Linked DNA regions of Mus musculus: region 2 is linked to region 1. The links are chromatin contacts, called in public HiChIP or PLAC-seq maps. All regions are on one chromosome and are shown on one strand. Each heading gives the region's core, a stretch centred on a gene start, on an enhancer-like site or on the middle of the called end of the contact. The rest is flanking DNA. Distances are from core to core; before and after follow the strand shown.

Region 1 (5,622 bases), core at 1,540-4,039:
CATCTCCACGGGTAATGAATAGGGAAGGAAAAGAGTTAGTGTGGGCACAGGATCTGATCTGGGCGGAAGAGTAAGTTCTAGATATGGATGATGGCGATGATTTACAACTATGGACGTGTTCACTTAGGAAAGGTCAGAATGGTACCTGGTACGGTGGCTATCTATGTAGTCATGGGTATTGAAAAGATTAGATGAGGATTTATAAGTTCAAGACCAGCCTTCGTAGCACAGAGAATCTCCACTTCAAACAAACAAACAAATCAAGCCTGGTGGCACAGGCCTGTTACTACAGCTACTCAGGAGGCTGAGGAGAGGATGCAAGTTCAAGGCCAGTCTTGGCAACTTTGTAGGAGCATATGTCAAAATAGAAAATGGAAGGAGGGCTGGGAACCCGGATGTGGTGGTGGTAGAGCATTTGTCTAGCTCGTGCAAGGCCTGGGCTCAGTCTCTAGTTTTTCCCCCCCCCAAAAAAAAAAAAGGAAAATAAATGTAAGAAAGTAGATTTGCATTATGCATATTTACTTTACCATAGAAGGAACGAGTACCGGTGGTCAGTGTGGGTGTTGGGTGTTTCCAGGCTCTTGGCTTTTAAGCCAGAGAACTGAAGGTGAGTGCTGACACAGATGCGCCAAAGTAGCAAGGAAAGTATTCAGAGCAAAACAGTAGAAAAGATCAGGATACACTGCCAGAGAGCAGCGGCCACGGGTAAAGAAAGATATTCTAGGCCCCATTTATTGTTCAGAGCTTCCCTTCATGGACTCAAGAGAAGAAAACCTTTGGTTACTAGTTGTTTGAGTTGTTCTCTATTTTGAGTGATAGATTACCTAATAATTTTTCTACTGCGTATGTTCCCACAGTGCATCAGATTTTAATTCTGTGCATATCCAATTATGCATAGGCATAGGATAGTAAGTAGGGGATTTTCCCTGAAAGATTCCTTGAGCATGCACAGTTGCTTTACTGTGAATATACCCCAAACCAGCTCAAACTGAAACAGATTGTCTATTCTTCATATTAGGTGCATTGGGATACACTTGAATAGAAACTGTCTAAATTTGATTTGCTGAGGGTAAAGAAGTTTATCCTATTTTCTTAGAGAGAGTTGTACAGGTAGTCCAGTGCAGGCATGGATCTAATGTTGCTAGGTGCTTTATTCAGAGAGGGTTATGTGTGCATAGTACACACGGAAAAAGGATCTAGGCTGCCTGGTACATTACTAGAGTGGGAGTGTGTATAACCCAAACCAAGCTGGGTCCCAGGTTACTAACCGATTTCCTTGCCTGCCTCAGTGTTGTCTTCACCAATAAAATATGCTGTGTGGTTTTGGAGTTTTGATTGTTTCTGTTTTGAGACAGGGTCTCATGTAGCTCAGGCTAGCCTCTTACTGACTGCGTAGCTGAAAATGGACTTGAACTCTGATCCTTCTGGTTCTGCCTCCCAAGTACTGAGGTCAAAAGCATGTGCCAGGCACATGGCTGACGCTGTGAGTTTTGTAGCAGTGCATAAAGTCGTGGTCTAGGTTCTGAGCAAATGAGCTCAGTCCAAATTCTAATTTTGCTTTTAATTTTAATTTTTTCATTCTTGGAGTGGAGACCCGGTGGTTGGGGCCTGGTGAAGTTAGTTCTTAGTAGGGTTTCAGGTTTAGTCTGTCCTTGTGTCATTAGGCCTTGCAAGTTTAGATCTGGGAAGACCTGCTTAGCAGGCCTCTGGAAATATGAATGGGCTTGTTGTCAAAGAGATGCCATGACTGTAGGAGGAAGCCCCTTGGTTAGCCTATCCTATCTCGGGTGCTCACATCTAATCGTGGCATCTTTTTTGGCAGCTAAAATAATTTTTCCATCATGTGGATTTCTATTCCCATCCAGAATTTATACTCTTTCATTAGTTTTTAGTATTTCTATAAAGATGCAATTGGTTTTTTTTTAAGATATGTGGCATTTGTACATATTTTATCACAGGTATTGTACAGTGTGCAGTGATTAAATCAGAGCACATATGTAGCCTCCATTCTCTGCTGTTGCCACCCGTGTGTCCCAGCCACATTCTGGAATAGTTGTCTCTGACATCATCCTCTTTGCCATGGCTAATCCACATGCCTCCCTCCCTGAGCCTGCCCAGGTTCTAATATCTACTAGGCCACCTGTATGAGAAGAACATCTTTAGCTCCTGTGTGTAAGGAAGATTGTATGTACAGGCTATAATGCCCCCAGAGTCCAGCCATGTTGCTGTAGAGTTCTGTTCATACATGCTTCACCCTTGCTTCCTTGTGAGAAAGAATGGTTGTGCACAGCTGGATCTTGTGCACGGCAGGTCACCTGGATTCTCAGAGACTCTTGCTATGTCTGGGGTTGGGGCTAGTTTTAGAAATTGCACTTGAAACAAGCAAGAGTTTGGCCTCTTTCCTGGTTTTGTAATCAGAAGCTTGGCTCTGCCTATGTGCATAGCATTTGAACTGTCATCTTTAGTTTCAGTCCAAAGAAAGGCAAACCCCTGCCTTTTAGTGGTTATACTTGCAGAAACAGAAAACTGAAAAATGGTGGAACTTTTGAGACCTCGGCAGTTCTGGTTTGTTCAGATCAAGCCTCTGGTAAGCTTTCTGAACTTTCTTCTCTCCCAGTGATATGTAATTTCTTTCTAACTTTCTTCTTGACCCAGTGTTGTCTATTGACGTAATTTCAAAACCTAAACACACGAATTTCAGCAGGAAGCTAGCTTCTCAGGGCAGGCCGATCCCTTGTAAGTCCTGTGCTTCTGCCTTGTGTTTTCTAGCGTTTGCACCATGTGGGTCTTGGAGTGGTGACGGTGGAGCGTGTCATCCCCACACTGTGGGCACAGTGTTTACACATCCCCTTGCTTCTTGACTCTGCTGCCAAACTCATCACTATGGCTGCTGTTTCCTGGTTATGGTGGCCCCTCAGGAGGCCACAGAGGACAAAGAAGTGTCCCATAGAAACTGTGACTTTTAAAGCGCTAGTGGACCACTAACTGAGCCAGTTTTCCTGCTTTAGTGCAACATGAAACTGTTCTGTGGTTTGAAAAGTTTTGACTTGATATTTAATAACTCCATAGATGCTAACTGGCTTCCCAGAAGCCTGGTGTTCTGAAACACCATAGAAAGTACTCATTTTTGTTCTTCTATATTTTGTAAGAATTTTATCTCAAGGAATAAGAAAAACAATTTTGTTTTTTATGTGTTTCAAAATGTAGAGAACACGAAGCAGAAAATATATAGCAATTGCTATATATACTACTGGAAACATTGTTTCTATTTTTACTACTTGTAGATTTTCAGTTGGATTTCTCTAAGTTCTTTATTTTAACCTCCTTTCCTGCTATCCTTTACACAATGTAACTAAAAACATCACACACACACCCTTCATCCTTCACTCTGCAAAGCTCGCCAAAGAACTATCCCCTTGTATAGTTCATAGATAGGAAATGTCCGTTCTACTCATTAGAACAGGCTGATTTAAGTCAGCCCAGCTTTCTGGTGGCACAGGGGTCTCAGTGCTGCTTTCTGAATTAGTAACTAACTGTTAAAAGCTGTGCACATGTGAGACATCTGACGCCCTTTTTAGGTAGCTTAGTTCTGCCTTCTGTAGCCTCAAAGATATCTGTGCTTTGTTAATGACTAAGTCACGATAAATAGATGCTTTGGGGGGGCGAACAGCTAAGCCTTTTTGACAGTTTTGACTCCTTCAATGACTTGATTTGCATATTTCTTATTGTAGGTCATAGTGAAGTGGTTTGAGTGTCACTAGAGCATATGTAGACATCATGCCCTTTGCATGGCCTAAAAACCAGCTGTCTTCCTTTCCCAGTGGTACTTAACAGCACACACACACACACACACACACACACACACACACACCCTAGACCAATCTCACACTGTGACCCTATGGAGTTGATTAACACCTGTCTGCAGCTCTTGGACTTTGAACAGTGCCAGCCATGGGCCAGGATCATTCCAGGAAGTGAAGTGGTCTTGCGGTTATATAATCTCTGATGCTGCATTGTCTTGTCTTTTTCTCTGTTTTGGTTTAACTGCACACAGCACCCAAATGTAACAGAGAGGCACACATTCCTTTTTACAAGTTGCAGGAGTAAGAAACTGAAGGTGCCGCATGCCCGTCTCCACTGTGGGGGCAAGGGCCCTAGAATGGCCACAGTTTACTTCCTAAGCCTGTGTCTCAAAGAAGGGAGAATACCTTCTACCCGTTTTCTATGGCTGGTAGAGCCTCCTGCACACCGGGCTGGTTCTACTTCGTGGGCCCAAGCTTCTTTGCCTCTGTGCATCAGGTAGCACACAAATAAATGTGGCACTGTCTTGTATAGCCTAAAGGAAACACAGTGATTCCCAGTTTCCCTGCTAACAAGTGGTCAAGGCTTTATGCTCTTAGCAGGCAAAAATGCGATATGGCCTAACCTGTGTCCATCCTCTGTGTTTTCTGTCTTGATCTATCTTCCCAGTATACAGACTGGGCTGACTTCAGATTCTGCCAGCAGCCAGCAGCATGATGGAGAGGTAGGCATTTCTGTGTTGGCTTAGAGGAGTCCACTTAGCCTTTTGCATGATGGGAGTTGCCAAGCTGAGATGGCAGTGGCACACTTGAGAATCCTGTCCCTCTGGATGGAGGAAGTATTTGGGAGGAGGGATTTCACGAGCTCCTGAGCCTGACCAGCTAACTACCAGTTCTCACTCAGGAGCCAAAGGACAGAATGAGGGACTCCCATTGGCAGCTGGAGGAAGCAAGGGGCGTGTGTATTAGACAACACGCATGTAGATCTCAGGGGAAAAGAGGATGGAAAGGAATTTTTTTTTGGCAGAAGTGCTTTCTTTTCTAGTGTCTTACCCTTCAAGTTATACTGCAATTTGCCACCAGGTTTGGAAGAGCTTTAAATGTTTAAAATAACTGGTCAGTATTTCCAGCATAGCACAGCTCCTGGGGCCCAGGAAACATGAAGACAGGGAAGAAGGGGACAGGTGGAACTGGAAAGTCCAAGCCATACAAGGGAGAGCCTACTGCTTCCCTCCCCTTCCCTCCCCTTCCCTCCCCTCCCCTCCCCGCTGACAGAGCGTACACTCTGGCAAGTCCATTTGCTCTTGGGTGAAGTGCTCCTATGGGGATGAACAGAGGTTAAATTCATCTTCTCTAAGACTCAGAAGACTGTATTAAAAGATACAACACTGCTATATGTATAATGATTTTCTTTCAAATTATGATTAAGTAATTTTTTTTCAAAGCTTGAAAAGGTACATAGAAATGAGGGGAAGTTGATTTTTATTTTTGAGGGGTTTTTCCCATGAACCCCCCCCCACCATAATGGCAGATGGGAAGGGATGGGATTGTACCATTCAGGTGTCTATTTGCTGACAACAGATTGGTTTCAGCAGATTAAAAGGACTAAGGGGATTAAGAGGTAGTGAGAGGTTCTGAGAGCTGGAGAAATGGTCTCCATGCTGAAGTCACAGGACCAGCTCACCGTTCTCATTATACAGCAGTGTGTTCTGCCTCCTCCTGTCCCAGCAAAGCATGAGCTGCCATCCTCTGTCCCTCCCACTAGGCCACAACTTGCCTTCTGTAAGCTTGCTGGAAATAGAAGGGCTGGCCCTGAGCCTTC
Region 2 (5,622 bases), core at 2,178-4,677, 180 kb after region 1:
CAACAACCATCTAGAGGAGGTACAAGATCCTTAAGGTCAATTATGTCATGGTACACATTTTCTACATATACTAAGTCAGAAAAAATAAAACTCACAAATACATCTAAAGAAAGATACCCCAAGGCTCTTCTCTTGTCAAAGCCCCTGAGAACAGGAGGAGAGATATGGGCATAGCACAGGTGGGGGCAGGAAATGCTGGTGAAGAAGGAAGCTGGCATGGTGGGCTTGATGGCCCTTGTTGCTCTTCATCACAGAACTTTCTCAAGAGGAAAGGAAGGGCACCAGAGGCACCACTTCAGCTGTTTGTTCACATGACCCACTGGGTTTAGTTCTTTTTAACCCTGTGCATTTTATAAACAGGCTAGGAGCATGTTTCCCTAATATTCAGTCTAGTCATTTTCCAGAGTTCCTCTACAATATCCAGGCTTCCCAGCAGAACTCTGCTCTATGGGCCAGGCCATAGGAGGCTGTGCATGCTGATTGGTTGATTAGGAAGGAGCTAAAGCTAGCATCTGCTTTGTGCTAAAGGACTGAGTGTTCTTCAGTTTTTTGTTTAATGAAATTTTGAGAAAGTTTTTAACTTTCTCAAACTGAACATATGGCTTTTTGTTTTCCTTTGCACAAAACTAATATGGGACAGATACATACATAGGCATTAAGCTGATGGCTAGCTTCCTACACCTATTTCATCAGTGCTTAATAGCCACTCTTTCTCTTTTAGCATACTCTTTAACATTGCTATGATTAATAAATAGTTTCCTGAATGAGATTTTAAGATATAGTAAGAAATAATTCAAACAAGTAATTAGCATGGTGGCCCTAGTTACTATAAGCATTAATGTAACAAATAAAATCTTTTGTCCAATACAGACTCACATTTACTTCTAAGCCCACACTATAAAGGCATGTTGTGCTCCTTCTATATTAAGGGGGAATAAGGCCAAACAGATCCCTGGCCTTCCCTAGGACTGGTTCTGACTCAGTAGAATGCAGTACACTAGCCTCTATGTCAGCACCACTCAGAAGCGTGGCATGTGCTAGGAGATTAAGCCACACAGGCAATGTGAGATAGTCCAGGAACCATGTCTGACAGCTCAGGAAGAGCATTTAATACAACTCATTTAGCACAGCATCTCTTTGTTGCTGGCTTTAACAGTCCCCTTGACACAGTAGAGAGCATCTGAGAGGAGAGTCTCAGATCAACAGCTGCCTAGATCTATCAGCCTGTGGCTGTCTGTACAGGGTTGTCTTGTTAACTGACATAGGAGGGACACTGCCCACTGAGGACAGCACCATCCTAGACAAGCTGCTCCGAACTGCACAAGAAAGCTAGCGGGAATAAAAGTCTGCTTCCAGTCATCAAGAACCGTTTCCACTGTTCCTACTTTACTTCACGGGCTGTGAAGTGAGTTCCTTGACTGAAGGCAATGTTGTGTGGAACAGCCTGGAGTCCTTTCCCTCACTTCCCTCAAGGACGAACTGTGGCCTGGACCTGTAGGCAAAAAAATCCCTTTCTTTCCCTAAGCTACTTTTGGTTAGAGTATTTTAACACAGCAACAAAAATGAAACTAAAATATTTAAATTACTTCAACATCTAATGAATATAAAAATGTTTCATAGTCTTTCATACATCTCAGAGAGTGACGAGCTAAATATTATATGTACCTCTAAAGTCAGTCAGTCTACCTGGAGCCTATGCAGGGTGGCAGGAAAGATGATGCTGTATGGTCTCTTGCCCCTGGCTTACCAATGGCTTAAAACTTGTGGGGCAAAGCCACTCTGTTCTTGGCAGAAACTGGAAGTTTCACTCCCCACAATTTATTTTCTCTCCCTTGCAAAGGAGGACATGAAGGACACTGGCAGAAGCCACATAGGCTGCTGTGCAGCATTGTTCCTGGGGCGCGGGGACACCCTCTAGCCAGCAGCCTCTTAAGACAGTGGCTATGGCAGCTCAGAGATTGCTGTATTTTCTTCTTGAGAGGAGTAAGTCCAATAGAACCACCAGGAGAGCCACACAGAGACCTGAGCAGAGAGTCACAAAGGCAGACAGTGACCCTGGCTGGCCGCATGATGAGCTGTCTGGCCAGTGTGAGGGGAAAAGGCAACCCCTGTCCTGTGTCCTGTGTTTCAGTAGTGACTAGGTCCCCATCAGACTGCTAGGAGCACCCTTCAAACAGGCAAGAGAACATGAAAAATTATAAGACCTATTCTCAAAGGCTCTTGTAATTCTCAACCCCCTCCTACAGAGGATGTTTCTAGACTAGACATGTCAGCTTGTGCTTCTTGTCTTGCTTGGTTTTGAGCTTTGGGGGCAAACATCATTCTTCTGTCCCCAACATTGACTTTCTGAAGCCCGTAAGTTGCTAAGTGGTGTGGAAATAAGCCCGCTCTAATAAAAAAGCAATGTAGACTGAAGAAGTGCTACAGGCCATGCGCCTGTGAACAAGCCCCCGCTTTCACTCACTTAGATGGCTGTGATCAGCAGTCAGTAAAACTGACTCCAGGAAAGGATACTTTAAGATTACTTTATAATTTCTAGAAACTAGAGTATAGTGTAAAATAAGTATGACCCTTATTAACATAAAACATTTATTCTATATAATAAACACTAATGACTAATAAAAAAGAAATCCAACTTACTAGGGAAGTCAGTCCTTCATTATCAACAACCCAGTCTTCTTTTTCAGCTAATCTCTTTATCTCTACATGGAAAACAAGGACACAAATATTTTCTAGTATAATTATCTCACTGAACTTCAACAGAGACAAAAACATCTATAGGTTTGTAGCTTTTAGTATTTTACATATGTTTATGAAAACAGAGATAAAACTCAATATTGGTATATCTGAGGATTTAGTTATGCTTTTCTCACATATTCTAACAAAATGTTCATGCAATGCACTACCAGGAGAAAAGCTGCTCACAACAGTGACTGCTTACTCGGTACTCTTTGCAGCAGTGCTAGACTTGTGCAAAACGAGCCCTCCAGGGTCTCTGCTCTGAGTGGCTTAGCGTCAGTGTTGAGCCCTCCCTCTGGATCCTGAATGGTGGCTACCTCTCACGTGGAGTGACACCTACCTAAACTTTCAGCAGGGCAGGCTTGTGTAGGTGCAGGTGGGAGGCATGTTTAGCTTCTTACCTGCATTCCATTCTCTCCTTTGACACATGTTTTAACTTCCAATTCTACAGTGCAAGGCCTTCCCCACTTAGAACCCTGGTGGCAGACGATACCAGCCTATGCTGTTTATAACAAAGTTCTTGTTTTTTTTAAACACTTAATACTTTAAAGGTCACTTATAAAAAATAACTTTTGGAGGATGTAGTGGTTTGAAAGAAAATGCCCCCCATAGGCTCAGAGAGAGTGGCACTATTGGGAGATGTGGCCTTGTTGGAGTAGGTGTGGTTCTGTTGGAGGAAGTGGGTTACTGGGTACCAGCTCTGAGGTCTCATATGCTCAAACTAAGCCTAGCAGCTCAGTTCACCTCCTGCTGCCTACAGATCAAGAAGTAGAAATCTCGGCTTCTTCTCCAGCACCATGTCTACCCGCATGCTGCCATGCTTCCTACAATGATGATAATGGACTAAACCTCTGAACTGTAAGGCAGACCCAATGAAATGTTTTCCTTTATAAGAAGTGCCATGGTCACAGTGTTTCCTCATAGCAAGAGCACCCCAACTAAGTCAGTGGCTCTATATAGAAAATTCTGGAAATATAAAGAAAAGCATGTATAATTTCTAATATTCATAGAAACACTGCTAACGGTGTTCTGATTTCATGTGACTTTTAAAATCAACTTAGAAAATATCCACATGTTTTTAACCTGGGACCATATTTTACATAAATTTCTATATCCAGCAGTTTCTATTTAAAATTTATTATAAAGGTATTCTTATATTCTTAGTTTCAAGTATATCTACCTTCACTTCTGCAATGCCTTAAATCTTAAATTGTTTTGAAAAGATACTTAAAAAAAAGAAAAAATTCTATTCTACAGCTATAAATGAATAAATAGGTGCAAATTTATCTAACACTATTTTTCTCTCATTTTCAAGGCTTTGGAAGCTGGAAAGAAGCCAGCTCAGGTAACTTTGTCCAGTAAAACTAAGATACCTTCGGCCGTATGCTGCAATGTCACCATTATGCAACGTATTCGGAGATCCAAAATTAGGTCCTGGATAATCTGTAACATGTCATTGGGAATCTCCAGGGCGGTCAGTGATTCATATGTTAGCCTGGCAAACAGATAAAACACAAGTGAGAAAAGGGGGATCCGAGCAGCCCTGCCTTGCCTGGACTGTCCTGTGTGTATGCCTCACGGAGCTCAGGAGTGACAGCATGAGCGCAGCAGGAACAGTACAGGGTCTCTGCAGCAGATGGGTGCACAGACAGTATGACACTCTCATCCAGCACATATACCAGACATGCTGAAGAACTGCTTGGCTAGATAAGTGAGAAATAGGAGCCTCAGGACAGAGAGGCAGAAGATAAATTCCTCAATGACATGTTAAGTAGCATATCTTACTCTGGGGTGTTGACTGTTTTAAAAACCACTACAGCAAACAAATGCATGTAAACCCACTGAGCCCTTTCCATGAGCATGGCTCCCACGTGCCCACACTTGCCTTATGGTCTGGATAACGTGTGCGAGCCACTGCCCCGAAAGCTCTGCCTGCACCTCCCAGCCGCCATACTGCCTCCCATCCCCTTCTCGGAGGCTGAGTGGAAGCAGGGCTCCCCGGATCAGCTTCACCAGGGAGTGCATTACTTCTTGAATCATTTTCTAGAAAATGAAAAGCAAAACTGCATTATGGTCATCAACCTGGTAGAGTTTGTTCTAAATGATAAGACAGTATCTTGACTGTAAAGTCTTCAATAACGCCAGGAGAGAGAGTGCTCTGAGAAGTCAGCATTCTCACCCTTCACTCACCTTGAAATCGTTTTGTCTCTGCCTCACATTCTTTGATCTTTCACTCTGGCCTGACTTCTCAGCCGTCTAAGAAATTGACAAAAAAAAATTAGCTATCTTTTAGAAATAACTTAGAAAAGTTAAGAAATGCTTTAGCATCCATACAGGAAGACATGAGACTTAACCTGATTAAATGAATGTTAAGACATAACCAGAAACAAAACCTTTCTTATTCCAAAACGAGTTAGCCTTCGTCTTTCTAAGCTCTGCTACAAATCGAGGCACACACTCAAGAACCAAGCTGAGACTACAAATTTCGTAGGTGAATTAGGTGTGCCATTTCCCATCAATGCTCAACTTGCAACTGAACCACATGGTGCGTCGTGCCCAGGACGGCACTCTTCCCATCACATCTCACTGTCTGGCAAAGCAACAAAGGGAGAGTAAACGCTGAGCTAATGGAGAGCACACAACATCTGTGCCAAAGGAAATTGGTAAATATTTATCAAAAACACAAGCACTACATCTGTCCCTTTATTTTTATTTATAAATCACTGTTTTCTTCGCAGTGTATCTTAGGAGTGAATACATTCTATCATTTTAGAATTATTTATTTCTATTTACTCATAAAGTCTATGTTTTTCTTTATTTAATGTAATGTACAGGAGACTGTTTTCATAGTTAAGAGGAATCTATTCAACTGGACTTCTGCTA

The links. HiChIP or PLAC-seq counts read pairs in DNA pulled down with a chosen protein or histone mark.
Region 2: a BATF HiChIP or PLAC-seq map of CD8 T cells shows a contact between it and region 1, with 5 read pairs. The contact joins two enhancer-like sites. A contact is called at or near these places in 1 of 15 datasets of contacts at CTCF or cohesin (large pre-B cells) and 1 of 115 datasets of contacts at active chromatin or transcription factors (CD8 T cells).

What each region holds. Positions count from the first base shown.
Region 1 is chr13:30,689,237-30,694,858 of GRCm38.p6, forward strand. The region is part of intron 3 of Dusp22 (dual specificity phosphatase 22); the gene reads left to right. Among named protein-coding and RNA genes, the nearest start is that of Dusp22, 32 kb to the left of the region's middle. Within about 2 kb of position 2,790, at least 45 of the 459 cell types and tissues checked have an H3K27ac peak or open chromatin away from gene starts, as enhancers often do. A contact at or near this core is called in CD8 T cells, where this site is marked.
Region 2 is chr13:30,872,619-30,878,240 of GRCm38.p6, forward strand. It overlaps Exoc2 (exocyst complex component 2), which reads right to left. Exons shown (of 28, transcript NM_025588.2): 14 at 4,930-4,995; 15 at 4,625-4,782; 16 at 4,113-4,234; 17 at 2,641-2,702. Among named protein-coding and RNA genes, the nearest start is that of Hus1b, 72 kb to the right of the region's middle. Within about 2 kb of position 3,428, at least 5 of the 459 cell types and tissues checked have an H3K27ac peak or open chromatin away from gene starts, as enhancers often do. A contact at or near this core is called in CD8 T cells, where this site is marked.